2 separate regions of the Oryctolagus cuniculus genome follow, and region 1 is linked to region 2. Evidence: chromatin contacts called from public Micro-C data. All regions are on one chromosome and are shown on one strand. Each heading gives the region's core, a stretch centred on a gene start, on an enhancer-like site or on the middle of the called end of the contact. The rest is flanking DNA. Distances are from core to core; before and after follow the strand shown.

Evidence for each region. Hi-C and Micro-C count contacts between places; a contact is called where the count stands out from the background.
Region 1: a Micro-C map of ear pinna shows a contact between it and region 2, with 11 times the contacts expected there. The contact joins two enhancer-like sites. A contact is called at or near these places in 2 of 6 Hi-C or Micro-C datasets (ear pinna and an unstated tissue).

What each region holds. Positions count from the first base shown.
Region 1 is chr4:1,969,140-1,975,074 of mOryCun1.1, forward strand. It overlaps TSPEAR (thrombospondin type laminin G domain and EAR repeats), which reads left to right. Exons shown (of 13, transcript XM_070071766.1): 10 at 8-136. It overlaps LOC138849221 (a long non-coding RNA gene), which reads right to left. Exons shown (of 3, transcript XR_011387670.1): 2 at 1-5,935. Among named protein-coding and RNA genes, the nearest start is that of LRRC3, 20 kb to the right of the region's middle. Within about 2 kb of position 1,257, at least 1 of the 8 cell types and tissues checked has an H3K27ac peak or open chromatin away from gene starts, as enhancers often do.
Region 2 is chr4:1,781,720-1,787,543 of mOryCun1.1, forward strand. UBE2G2 (ubiquitin conjugating enzyme E2 G2) reads left to right here. Exons shown (of 6, transcript XM_051839980.2): 2 at 1,164-1,199; 3 at 1,292-1,337. Among named protein-coding and RNA genes, the nearest start is that of UBE2G2, 13 kb to the left of the region's middle. Within about 2 kb of position 1,647, at least 1 of the 8 cell types and tissues checked has an H3K27ac peak or open chromatin away from gene starts, as enhancers often do.

The sequences.
Region 1 (5,935 bases), core at 7-2,506, 190 kb after region 2:
TGCTCAGGATCCTGCTGGTCTTTCTGCCTGGATGCCCTTCCTGCCCACCCACCCCTCCTTCCTGCTGCACCTGGAACCTGTCCTGAGCTCCCAAAGTCCCCGGCAGACCCCGGCAGGGAGGGTACTCGTCACTGAGGTGAGCCCTGGTGCGGCCTCAGCCGGATCTCATTACCTGGTGCTGTGGAGAGGGGGGCTGCTCCTCCCCCACCCTCCACGACCTGAGTTGCAATAAGAAGGCGCTGCTGGGCTTTTCCCGGGCAGGAGTTTGGGGCTCCGTGGCCCTGAGCATCCTGGATGTGCAGGCACACGCGTGGATGGCAGGCAGGTGGCAGGGACTCCGCCGGCTCAGAGCTGGAAGGAAGCCCTGGCCTGTGCTGTGTAGGTGTGCAAACATACGGGCCTAGCTATGCAGGCAGGCGCACATGTGTACATACATGTGCACAGACTTTACACGTTTAGGCATGTGTGTATACGTGTATGGAGGTGGGTGTGTATGCATGCATGCAGGTGCAGACATGCATCCTCACGTACATGTGTTCAGGCATTGTGTGATGTGCTGGTTGTGTGCACATGCGTGTTTTGTATGTGTGCACCTGTGGGCAGGCGTGAGACCATCATGTGGGTGTTCATGGGGGTGCCTGCAGGCATCAGCACAGGTGCCTGCCCCCTTCCTGGGTTTCCTGAGGGCTGACTGGGAGGAACTGGTGATTGAGCAGTCCGCCAGCTCCTCTCCACTGACCGGGACACCCTGTGGGGTGCTGACCACTCCTAGCCTGGGAAGCAGCCACCGCGGGAGGGTGCTCAGGGCCACGTGGGCCCTCCGTGCCTCTGAAGCCACTCAGGAGGGCCCAGGGGCTGCTGTCCCCAGCAGGTGGAAGTAGTACCCCTGACCCAGCCAGGCCTTAGCCAGCTCCTGGCCCTCTGAGGGCCGTGGCCATCCTTGTGCTCCTGAGCCTCAGGCTTGTTCTGGACCCACGTCTTCAGCAGCCTCGGGCTTTGGGGTGCACAGGGGCCATGGAGCCAGGCTTTCGGCTCCACTTGAGCAACTTCGACCTTGAGTGGGCAGCAGCACCCTCTGCTGGGTGCAGACAGAACACCTGTTGGGTCAGCCCAGCGGTGCCAGCCAGCAGCCACTGGGACAGGCAGGGAGATCACACAGCACCTGGGCTGCATGGTCCTGGACTCACAGGTGGATGGTCAGCTGACCTGGCAAATAGTGTCTTCTGAGGCTGCTGCCACCCGTGGTTCTCAGCCACCTCCCTTGGGCCTGGGCGGTATGGGAGGCGCCTCAGGCAGGATGCCCGGGACAGCGCAGGGACAACAGCCTCTGTGGGACCCAGGCCTGGAGAAGAGCTGTGGCTGCCAGCTGGCTCTGCTCGTTCAGGCCCTGCCCTCATCCACACGACGGAACCTAGGCAGGGCTGGGGCATGCAGGCAGCGAGCCCACTGAGCACATGAGGGGAAAGGACCTCTCAGGACATGGAGGCAGCAGCTCCCTGCAGTGGGCACTGAGCCAAGGAGTGTGCCGGGATGTGACCCAAACACCACACACTAAGGCCTCTTGCAGGCAGCAGCTGTGCACAGCTCAGCCTCCCCACCCCTTCCACTTCTCCAGCAGCTGGAAAATTCAAAAGTTGATGTTGCAGGCAGATGGATAGAGATGGGGAGCGGGGGAGGGGGGGCAGGTCCAGGAAGTTCGTGAGAACTGGGACTGAAAGGCAAGGCTGTCAACTTGATTTCCCAGCATCCGCCCCGCCAAGGTCAAGGCGGTTCTGGAAGCAGATGTTTACTTCAGCCCGGAGAACTGATGTCCTGGGGATGGACCTCTGGCCACACAACCTTTTTTACATTGTTAACTGAAGGCAATGGCGCCCTTAAAGATGCTTTAAGGTTAAGCAACCAAAGAGGGTGGCATTGGGCACAGCTGTTGTCACTCTTAGGCTGCTGCGTAGCATGCTGCGTGCCTGGTCTCAGCTCAGCTCCTGTTTCCAACACACACCCTGGGAGGCAGCAGTGATGGCTCACAAGACACAGATGGAGCTCAGGGCTCCTGGCTTCGGTCTGGCCCAGCCCTAGCTGTTGCAGGCATTTGGAACGTAAACCAGCAGACAAAAGATCTCTCTCCCCCTCCCCCCTCCCCAAACGAGCTCAGAGGGAGCCAGATCAGGACTGTAGGTGGGTTCCTGTGATTTCCCGTCAAAATTCTGACAAAATGCATCTTGGTTGAGAGTGAGCAGGACCCTCATGGAAAAGGACCCTCTGGGGAAGCTTGCCCTGGTGTTTTTGGTTTTGCTTTTGCCTATCTCTGAATGACCCCCTCAAATCCCCTTCTAATAAGAACATTATGTTCCTTGGCTTTGCAGAAAGTCAGCAAGCATGCTGCCTCGAGCACAGCAGAACTTGCTGCCATGACCTTGGCCTTGACCAGTCCACTCTGGCTGTGACCAGGCCCCTTCCCCACCTCGGGAGCCATTGCTAGGATTATGCTTTCTCTTCAGGGTCACACTGGGAAAGCCATGTCTCTTCTGCCCCAGGTCTCCCATGAAATGCTTCAGGATCTTGGGCCCGCTCGTTTTAAGTTTCCATGGACAGTCCTGCTCTTGTCTGCTTCGGCACCCATGGAGCAGAAACTCTGCCGACTTTAACTCTGCGCCCAGAATTGCCCACGTTGAAGCGGCTGAGATGCCTGTGGTGTTGGCCATGGTTTGTGTTCATCCTTGGTCTTCAGTCGGGGTGTGGACATGAATTTCATCCTCAGTGACAAATGTGGGTGGGCTGCTGCTCGCTCTTCGGCATCCTTGCCTCCCTCCTTGTTGCAGTTGATTTCTCAACAATGTTGCAGTGGATTAGTTCTGAGAGGAGGAGCATGGTGGGGGCAAGAGGCGCGGAGTCACCACACAGACCCCGGGAGTCGGGTGAAAGCGGGTCAGAGGCGAGCAGCCCACAGACTCATTTATTTCAGTTGGCACGACAGATTATATAGCCAAGACCAGCCAATCCAGTCAAGGGGCAGTCTATGCCCCAACCAATCACAGCCTATTGCCAGGCAGGCTCCAAAGCCACCAATCACAGCCTGTTGCCAGGCAGGCTCCATTTGCCAGGTGGGTTTCAAAGCCATCCAATCACAGCCTGTTGCCAGGCAGGCTCCATTTGCCAGGTGGGTTTCAAAGCCATTCCTGAGTATCTGACGCGCCCTTGCCATCAGCCATCTTGGCATGGCCTTCTCATTTCACATTTCCCCCTTTTTGTTTATTTTTGAGCAACGGGAGGCATGATTCTTGGCCATACCATTGTTGACCCCGTTTCCATGTGGTCTCCGTATGCAGCTGTGCCTGTCTTAGGTTGTCCCCCAGGGGATCTTATCCGTCATTGACTAACCAGCACTCAAAATGGGAGACCACAGGAGTGCTTGCTCAGATGGGGGTAGGAATGAGGAACAATGGTTATCAGGAATGATGTGACCATACACAGGCTGTGGGCCATTCGAGTGGCTCTCCAGAGCTAGTGGGGTATAAAGCAGTAATGGATGTGGCTATGGGCAGTTCCTCAGGGTAGGATGATAGGGCAGGTGCATCTGCTAACAAGGTGGACCCTCAGTCTTGTTCAGCTGGTTCTGGTTGGCTGTCATTTGCAGGCTTGATGTTTCTGGCTGGTACCCAAATGGGCTGTCCCGCATTCTCTGGAAAGACACAAGCATATCCTCGGCCCTTGGTTAGCAGGAGCCTTTTTACGGGCATTGGAATCCTGGGCCTGAATTCTGCATCCACTCCTACATTTATGGCAAACATATGGGTGGCATGAGCTCTAGCAGCTGCCCTGAAAGCCTGGGGTGCCTGGGGACTGCCACAAACGTGGGGATCCTCACTGGGTGCGGATGGGATTACCTCACATGGGTTATTGCCTCGAGGTTATCTAAGTTCATCCCACGGGTATGTGGGGGGTGGCTGACTAGGCATTGCTACCTGTTTGCTACCTTGTTTGCTACATTGTTATTTTCACTGTCGGAGCTCTCTCTCCCTAAGTCATCAACTGTTGTCTGTGAGACAGGGACCTGGAGTGTCAGGCTCTGATCACTCACAGATTCACTATGTTTGGTAATACGCACGGGATTCCAAGAGGGGGTATCTTTCCCATGTCTGAGCACTTAAGAGCTGCGCACCATGCCAACTCTAGCCAGAGGAAAGACACGCACAGCACTGCTGCCATAACAGTGCAAATTCCTAGCACCTCAGCTGCTGATGGCATTCTGCAGGGGTTCCCTACCCTAGACAGACAGTGGTGTATCAGAGCGTACGTATGTCCTGTGCTTAGTGGGGGGCTTTCTTGATTCGTTAGTTCAAGGCCGTATGTCCACACGGTGTCTCCAGAGTGTCACCTCTCTTGAGTGAGGGAAGATAACTTGGTTCTGAATTCTGGGATGATCAGTCCCTTATGTGAACTCACCAGGCGAACCGAAAGTAAAAGGAGGAGCCGAGAAGCAACGTCCGCTTCTGGGCGGTGTGTGCCTAACCTGGGTCGCTTAGACCGAGGAGGAGGACAAGGAAAGGGGTGTAGGAGGGAGTTCTGTGCTCACCCTCACAGAACCGAACAGCACACAAAACACCGAGGGGCCTTCTTGCCGAAATCCAGGGAGGACCGTGCCGAGTCCAACATGCTCTCTCTCAGTCACATTGGCGCGCCGGATGTTGAAGTAGATTTCTTATGAGTGGGTCTGTGTGGTGACTCCACGCCTCTTGCCCCCACCACTCTCCTCCTCTCAGAAACGAATCCACTGCAACATTGTTGAGAAATCAACTGCAACACCTCCTTAAGATGAGTTGTCCCTTTGTATACTGCTCACTTCTTGGGGACACTGCCCCCACTACCTTTGTAAAGCATCATGCTTTCTCCATTCTTCCCAAGCTTTGCCCTTGCCTCAATCTAGCAGCGTTTGCATTGGTCTGAGGGCTCTTTCCTTCCTTCGGGCCTCACACCAGGTCCTGCTCAGACGAGTCACGTTGACTTAGCACCACTCTATCTGGGTGCAAAAAGTCTTTACATCTGGCATATATTTTTCATAATATGCATTATCATGAAGTTTTTGGAGACCCTTTGTGTAAGAGATTTATTATAGGGCTTGGTTCAGACAATGACAGAGGCTAAAGATCCCCAAAATCTGCCATCTGCAGTTTGGAGGCCAGCAGTGTGGCTCCAATGAAGACAGGGAGCCAGCGGGGAGGTTCACTGTGAGTCCTGAGTGAGGACAGGGACGCAGCAGGATGGCCTGTGTGAGTCCTAAGGCTCAGAAAACAGGAACCAGGAGCCCCAGTGTCCAACGTCAGGAGGCAGACATCCCAGCTCACACCGAGTGCACATTGGCCTACCCCACCTGCCTGTTCTGTCTGGCCCTGTGAGTTGAGGGATGCCCACCTACCCTAGTGAGGGTGAACCTGCTCTCCTCACTGTACCATTTCAGATGCTAACTCTCCCAGACACACTCCACAGAGCCCAGAAGTCACGCATCACAGCCACGTGGGCCCCATGGCCCAGCTAACTTAACCACCACACCTCTGTAGCAGAGGTGCCATCTGTGAGCATCCGCGTGCCCCCCAGTCCTTCTGTTCTGCCCATGTTCACGCCCCTCTGCTGATCTACTTAGGCTGAGATGACAGTGGCCCCGACCCCCAGCAGGGAGGAGCCATGCATTCCCCCTTTCTCACAACCGGAGCACCTATCCCGGGCTCCAGGCTCCACACTGAAGAAGGCTTAGGACAAAGAGGAAGCCGCCCCTGTTCTCCAAGACTTACGTTCCTGGGAACAAGGAGCCCAGTTTCCCGGAGAAACTGCTGCCTGTGTGTACAATGAGATGCTTAGGTTTGAAGTGTGCAGCTGTGCAGCCTGAGCATTCCAATGGGTGGCTACACCATGTGTCCACCACCACACTCCCACCCTGTGG
Region 2 (5,824 bases), core at 397-2,896:
GGCGCTCCGGAGGGCTCCGTCCACTCCTGTAGGTGCCCTGTGTCTGTGTGCACGCCCCCAGACGCACAACGCCAGTGGCCGTCTTTGCTTCCAGCATCACTCCCTGCCTCCCGCCTGCCCATCGACCCTTCTCGCCTGCTTGTGAAGCAGGTGGCCGTGAGCGGGGCTCCTTCAGGACCAGTGCTTCTGGCCTGCCGACTTCGTGCCTCGTTCTGTGTGCGTCTTGACCTCCTCTACTGTCCTCTGGGGGTTGATTTTGTGTTCCAGAAAGCAACTGAAATTGTTGGGTCGGCTTTATTGAGACAGGCCTGCACGTAATAAAAGTGCGGCTCTCAGATGCTGTCTGAGCTGTGACGGGTGCCTGTTGTTCAGCTGCCGGCGCTGCAGCCACAGGAGCCCTGGTGCCCTGCTGCCGGCCCTCCCGTCCCCCTAGGGGCTTCTGGCAGCGTTGCACTTCCTGTTGGGAGTTTTACCATTTCTAGAGTTTCGTGTGAATAGACTCAAGTCACGTGACCATTTGTGCCACACTTCTTTCTCTCAGCGCCATGCTGTTCAGGGCAGCGTGTGGCTGTGTGTGTCCGTGGTCTGTTTTCACTGCGCGGTGTAAGCAGGTCTCACCTCTGCACCGTGTGGTGGGCAGAGCCTGGCTCCAGTCTGCAGCAGCCTCTGGTCTAGAGCCACTGGGGGTCTGGGCACCTGTGGAACGTGGTCTGTGGGTCTCGCACTGCGGCGAGGTGGTGCAGCCGATGGCCAGCGTGCAGAATGGGATAGATCAGGTCACGTGACGCTTTTGCAGCTCACCGTGGCTCAGCGCTCTAGCCGGTCACTCTCAGAGAGGTTTGTGCCAACTTTTAAAGGGGCGGGAAAGACTGTTCAGTGGAAAATCAGGTGCCAGATTTATGAGGGCTAGCCAGAGTAACCAGCCGTGAGGGGTGCTCTGCAGAGATGGGGTCCCTGTTGCTTTCCACTCACAAATGAGAAGATGCACAATTCTGTGACTGTGAGGAACCCTGAGTGGACGAGGCTTTTGCTTTGGGCAGGCAGGTCCGCTCGTTGAGTGTGTGCTCTGTGATTGACCAGCTGATATAACTGGTACCGCTGTTTTGTTAAAGTGACGCAACTTTCATTCTGTTTGGTGATGGTTTTGCTTTTTAATTTTGTAGAATTAACGCTGAATCCCCCAGAAGGAATTGTGGCAGGTAAGACACTAACATTTACTTCTTTGTAACTTTTAATTGCCAAAGTTGCTTTCGAACTTGAAATGTTTTGGGATTTTTTTCTTGCCCCGCAGGTCCCATGAACGAGGAGAATTTTTTTGAGTGGGAGGCGCTGATCATGTAAGTTACTCCCGTGTTGCTGGTGTCCAGCGCTGAGGCTGTCCAGAAGCATCTGCTGGGAAAGGCCACGTGGACACGGACGCGCTGTGCTCTCCCGTGTCCGTGTGTGGGCAGAAGCAGCCGCAGCAAGAGGTCCCCAGGGAGTGGCAGTGAAAGTTGTGTTTGTAGGATTTTAAAATAATTTTTAACGTCGTATTGTCATGGTGGGTTAGCCTTCAGCCGGGGTGACTCGGCCTTCCAGAAGCCCTGAAGCTCTGAGGCCTGGATAGAAGGGGTCGGGGCGACTGCACAGGGCCCGCCAGCTGCTGGGACCTCTTCCTTCACCTCCTGCCCTCACCACTCACCCCTGTGAGTGCCCCTCCTATTCCTGTGCCCTGGAGCTGCCCTGGCCTGAAGCCCCATCCAGACCTCCCGCTGCTGCCTGGCTCACAGCCCTGCTGCTGGCAAGAGGGTCGAACAGTCCTGTGATCTCTGCCTTCTTTGTTCCTTGGCTAGCTGGGGGTGGGAGGGCCCTTCCCGGGCTGACTTTTTTCACAGCAGGGTCAGGGAGACGAGGGAGCTGAGCGCGTGAGCAGTGCGGCTTTCTCCTTAGTGAGCTGGATGATCCTGTGCTGGGTGTTGCCGCGTTGAGAAGTGCTGTGGTGAGTGGGGCGGGACAGGGCAGAGGCTCTGCTGGGCCAAGCGTGAACCCGCTCAGGGACAGAATCCTCCCCTTCATCAAGCGTTCGGCATTTGCCTGTCACTTGTATCACGTCACTTCTTCATGACGTCTGGAAAACAAGCTGTTACCAAATGTTGTCTGGGAGGTTAGATAACACATGAAAATTGTTTTGAAAAATGAGATTTTTTGATTAGCAAAAAGTTTTTTAAAAGATTATCTATAAACACTGTCTAGACAGAGTGCAGCCTGCCTCACAGTCCCTGGTCATTTCTAGCATTGCTGATTGATTGAGCTTAGGGCACATATTTTTCCTATGTCTGAAAGTTCTAGAACATGTGTGTATGAGATGTGGCACCATCAGGACCCCCATCCTCTGTCCATTTGGGCTACATTCCAACCTGTAGCAGGTGCCTGAGCCTACAGACGGCACCAGACTCTGTGCGGGAGACTTTGGAGTTTGTAGAAGATGCACACGTTTCCTGTACCCGTGATGTAAGGGTGCTGCACAAAGTTCATGGAAAATGAAGTTAATAGATGTTTATCTGGTGCAAAAATTGTGAAATCCATACATACTAGGAGTTTCCAAAAATCAATGCAAAATATGTACTATGGAAAACTGCATGGATTTCAAAAGTTTTTTGCATCAAAGTAATCATTTAATTCCATTTTCCAGGAACTTTTTGAAGTCCTCTTGCAGAATTTGATTTATAGGCCCTTTGCAAGGTAAACAGTATTTAATAATAAAATGGAGCAGTAGTAACAAAATGTGGCAATAAGTGTTACTGAATCATTTATTTCTGGAATTTTCCATGGATATTGTCAGACTGCGGTGCACTGTGGGTACCCGGAACTCCAGTGCTGTGTCTTTCACCCCAAGGCGGTCAGCGGCGCCTCAGCCTGTGCTGTCGTGCAGCTAGTGGATGACAGCAGTGTCCTGCATGGTTCATGACCTGCTTGTCTGGTCTGCTGTGTCCTGTGCCACCACAGAGACACCTGCCATCACTCCCACGCCACCTGGACAGCACCTGCTGGTGGGCCAGGGCACACCCGCAGGAGATGTGTCAAGAGCTCATTAAGGGAACAGTTGAGCCCTGTGGTTGGTTTTTGAAACTTGTTCATTGTTAAAAATCTGTTAATGTTAACTATTACTGATTTTAGATAAACAGCATAAAACTAAACCAATATTTTGAAAGCCTGTCTTAAAAAGTATCAGAGCTATTTTTAGGTAGAGCACTTTGTGTTTGAATGAAGCTTTTACATTAACGTGGAATTCCCCGCTTCACGATCTGCTGAGTTTGTGGGTTTTGGTTCTGTTCCAGACCCTTCACAAACAAGAGGCCGTTTACAGATGTACTCAAAGCATCTACCAGGGACTTAACTGTCCTCCTGCGGGTGTGTCTCGCCCTGCTGTCTTGGCAGACAGCCGCCCGAGGTCTTACTCCCCAGTGGGGCTTTCTTCTCTTCTGGTTCTCCCTCGGCAGCTTCCGGGGCAGCCTCTGCCGCGGTGTTTCTGAGCGTGGTCACTCCGGGAGGCCACGGCTGCCACGGCGCACCTCCAGGGCCGCCTCATGCGGCGACAGCGTCTTCAGATAAGCAGGCGACAGGAGCTGAGCTCCTTTGATACTGGGACCTTGACTGCAGAGGGGAGGGGTCTCGTAGGTGAGCCCAGGCTTCTGCCCAGGTGGCATGGCCCCGCTGGGTAATGGGGCAGATTGTTGAGCCAGAGAGGGACCCAGAGGAGGAAAACACCGGGCTGGAGCGAGCGGTTCCACGGGGTACGCGGGGCTGGCCGCTGTGGCTCTGCGGTGCTGTTGCTGTGTGGCCCCTGGCCTTGGCCTCTCTGAATTCCTCTTTTTTTTTTTTTTTTATTTCATCACTATGAAGAGGCATAGCCTCCTTTAGCACATGGCCTTGGGTCCCAGGCAGCCAGAGCATATGAGGCTGGTGTGACCCCTTCACCACAGCACTGGGTCAGAATGGGTGCTGCACCTGCCATGCGGGACAGCTTGGGGGAGGTGTGCACGCCCTGGGACTCTGCTCTCCCATTCTGTCAGTGTTTTAGAAGCAGCTGGCATGGCGGCCCCCTGCTTGGTCGGCGGCCTGGTTGCTGTCACCTCTCCAGACGAGTGGCTCTCGGGGCTGTGGTCGCGTAAGAAGCGCCTTCCCTTTGCTGAGGGTCGGGGACCTGGGCTGAGCACACCTCCGAGGTTACTGTCAGTGTGTTGGGGCCCAGATGAGGAAGGAGCTTGTCCACGTTTCCAGCTGTGAGCACTGTGAGCTCACAGGTCCCCAGCGGGCACGTTCCCAGCAGGGCGCCCTCCCTGGGGTGCAGCCGTCGTGATCTTGGGAGCCATTTTGGGTCAGGATTCTTCATGTGCTGGGGATCTCTCAGTACGCCTCCTGGAGGTGTGTGTCCTGTGGGATAAACTTGAGACCCCCAGTAGATGGCTCCAGCTGTCCGGGGAGTCTCTGACCCTGCCTGAGCAGTGGCTTCTGGGAAGTGCTACAGAGATCCTTGGGGGAATCACAAAACATAAACCTGGCTGTCCAGCATCACCCATGTAGCACCCATACAGTGGAGAGCCACATGGCACGGCAAGACCAGGCAGGGCCTGCCTGCTGTCGCGGAGAGTGGTGTCCGCTGTCAGTGGACACTGCGGAGTGTGGAAGAACACGTTGAGACCAGTGCTTTCCACCGGGCGAGATTTTGCTCCCCCGTGACAGTACCTGGAGTCATGGCTCTCGCCGCGTTGGGGGCTGTGCTCCAGGCCTCGGTCAGTAAGCTGCCCGCAGGCACACCCGGCCCCGACGGACGAGGGTCTGGCCGCGAGCGTCAGTGCTGCTGGGGCTGAGGGGCCCTGTGCAGTGCTGTCCCACGGCTACGCCTTTCGCAGCTGTATTGAGATACAGTTCACGTCGTGTACTTTGGCCGGTCTGAGGTGACCAAGTCATAGTTTTGGGAAGCTTGTGGAGTTGTGAGGTCATCAGCACAGTGGAGTGTTGGGCCATTTCCACCAGAGTCCTCATGCCTGTCTGTCCTCTGCCCGCGGCGCTGCCTTCTGGGTGTGGAGTTGCCTTTTCCAGTGTCTGAACTCTGAGGTCTGGCGTCTTCCAGCGCCCTGTGCGTGTGCTTGTCTGTATTAACGTGCCTCAGCGTATGTCAGCGTGGCTTAGTGTGTCCCAGCATGCTTCAGTACGTGTCAGTGTGTGTCTCTCAGTGTCTCAGCGTGTGTCTGTGTGTGTCAGCTTATCAGTGTGTGTCCGTGTGCCTCAGCTTATCTCAGTGTGTGTCCGTGTGCCTCAGCTTATCTCAGTGTGGCTTAGTGTGTCCCAGCATGCTTTAGCATGTGTCAGTGTGCGTCTCTCTGTGTCTTCAGCATGTGTCCGTGTGTGTAGCGTCTCAGCGTGTGTCAGTGTCTCAGCATGTGTGTCTCAATGTGTTAGTGTGTCTCGGTGTGTGTCCCTCAGTGTCTCAGCGTGTGTCCATGTGTCAGCATGTGTCACATGTGTTAGTGGGTCTCAGCGTGTGTCAGTGTCTCAGCATGTGTCCGTGTGTCTCAGCATGTGTCACGTGTGTTAGTGGGTCTCGGTGTGTGTCAGTGTGTCCCTCAGTGTCTCGGCATGTGTCTATGTGTCTCAGCATGTGTCACATGTGTTAGTGTGTCTCGGTGTGTGTCAGCGTCTCAGCGCGTGTCCGTGTGTCTCAGCATGTGTCACACGTGTTAGTGGGTCTCAGTGTGTGTCCCTCAGTGTCTCAGCGTGTGTCCGTGTGTCCAAGCGTGTGTCACATGTGTTAGTGGGTCTCGGTGTGTGTCAGTGTGTGTCC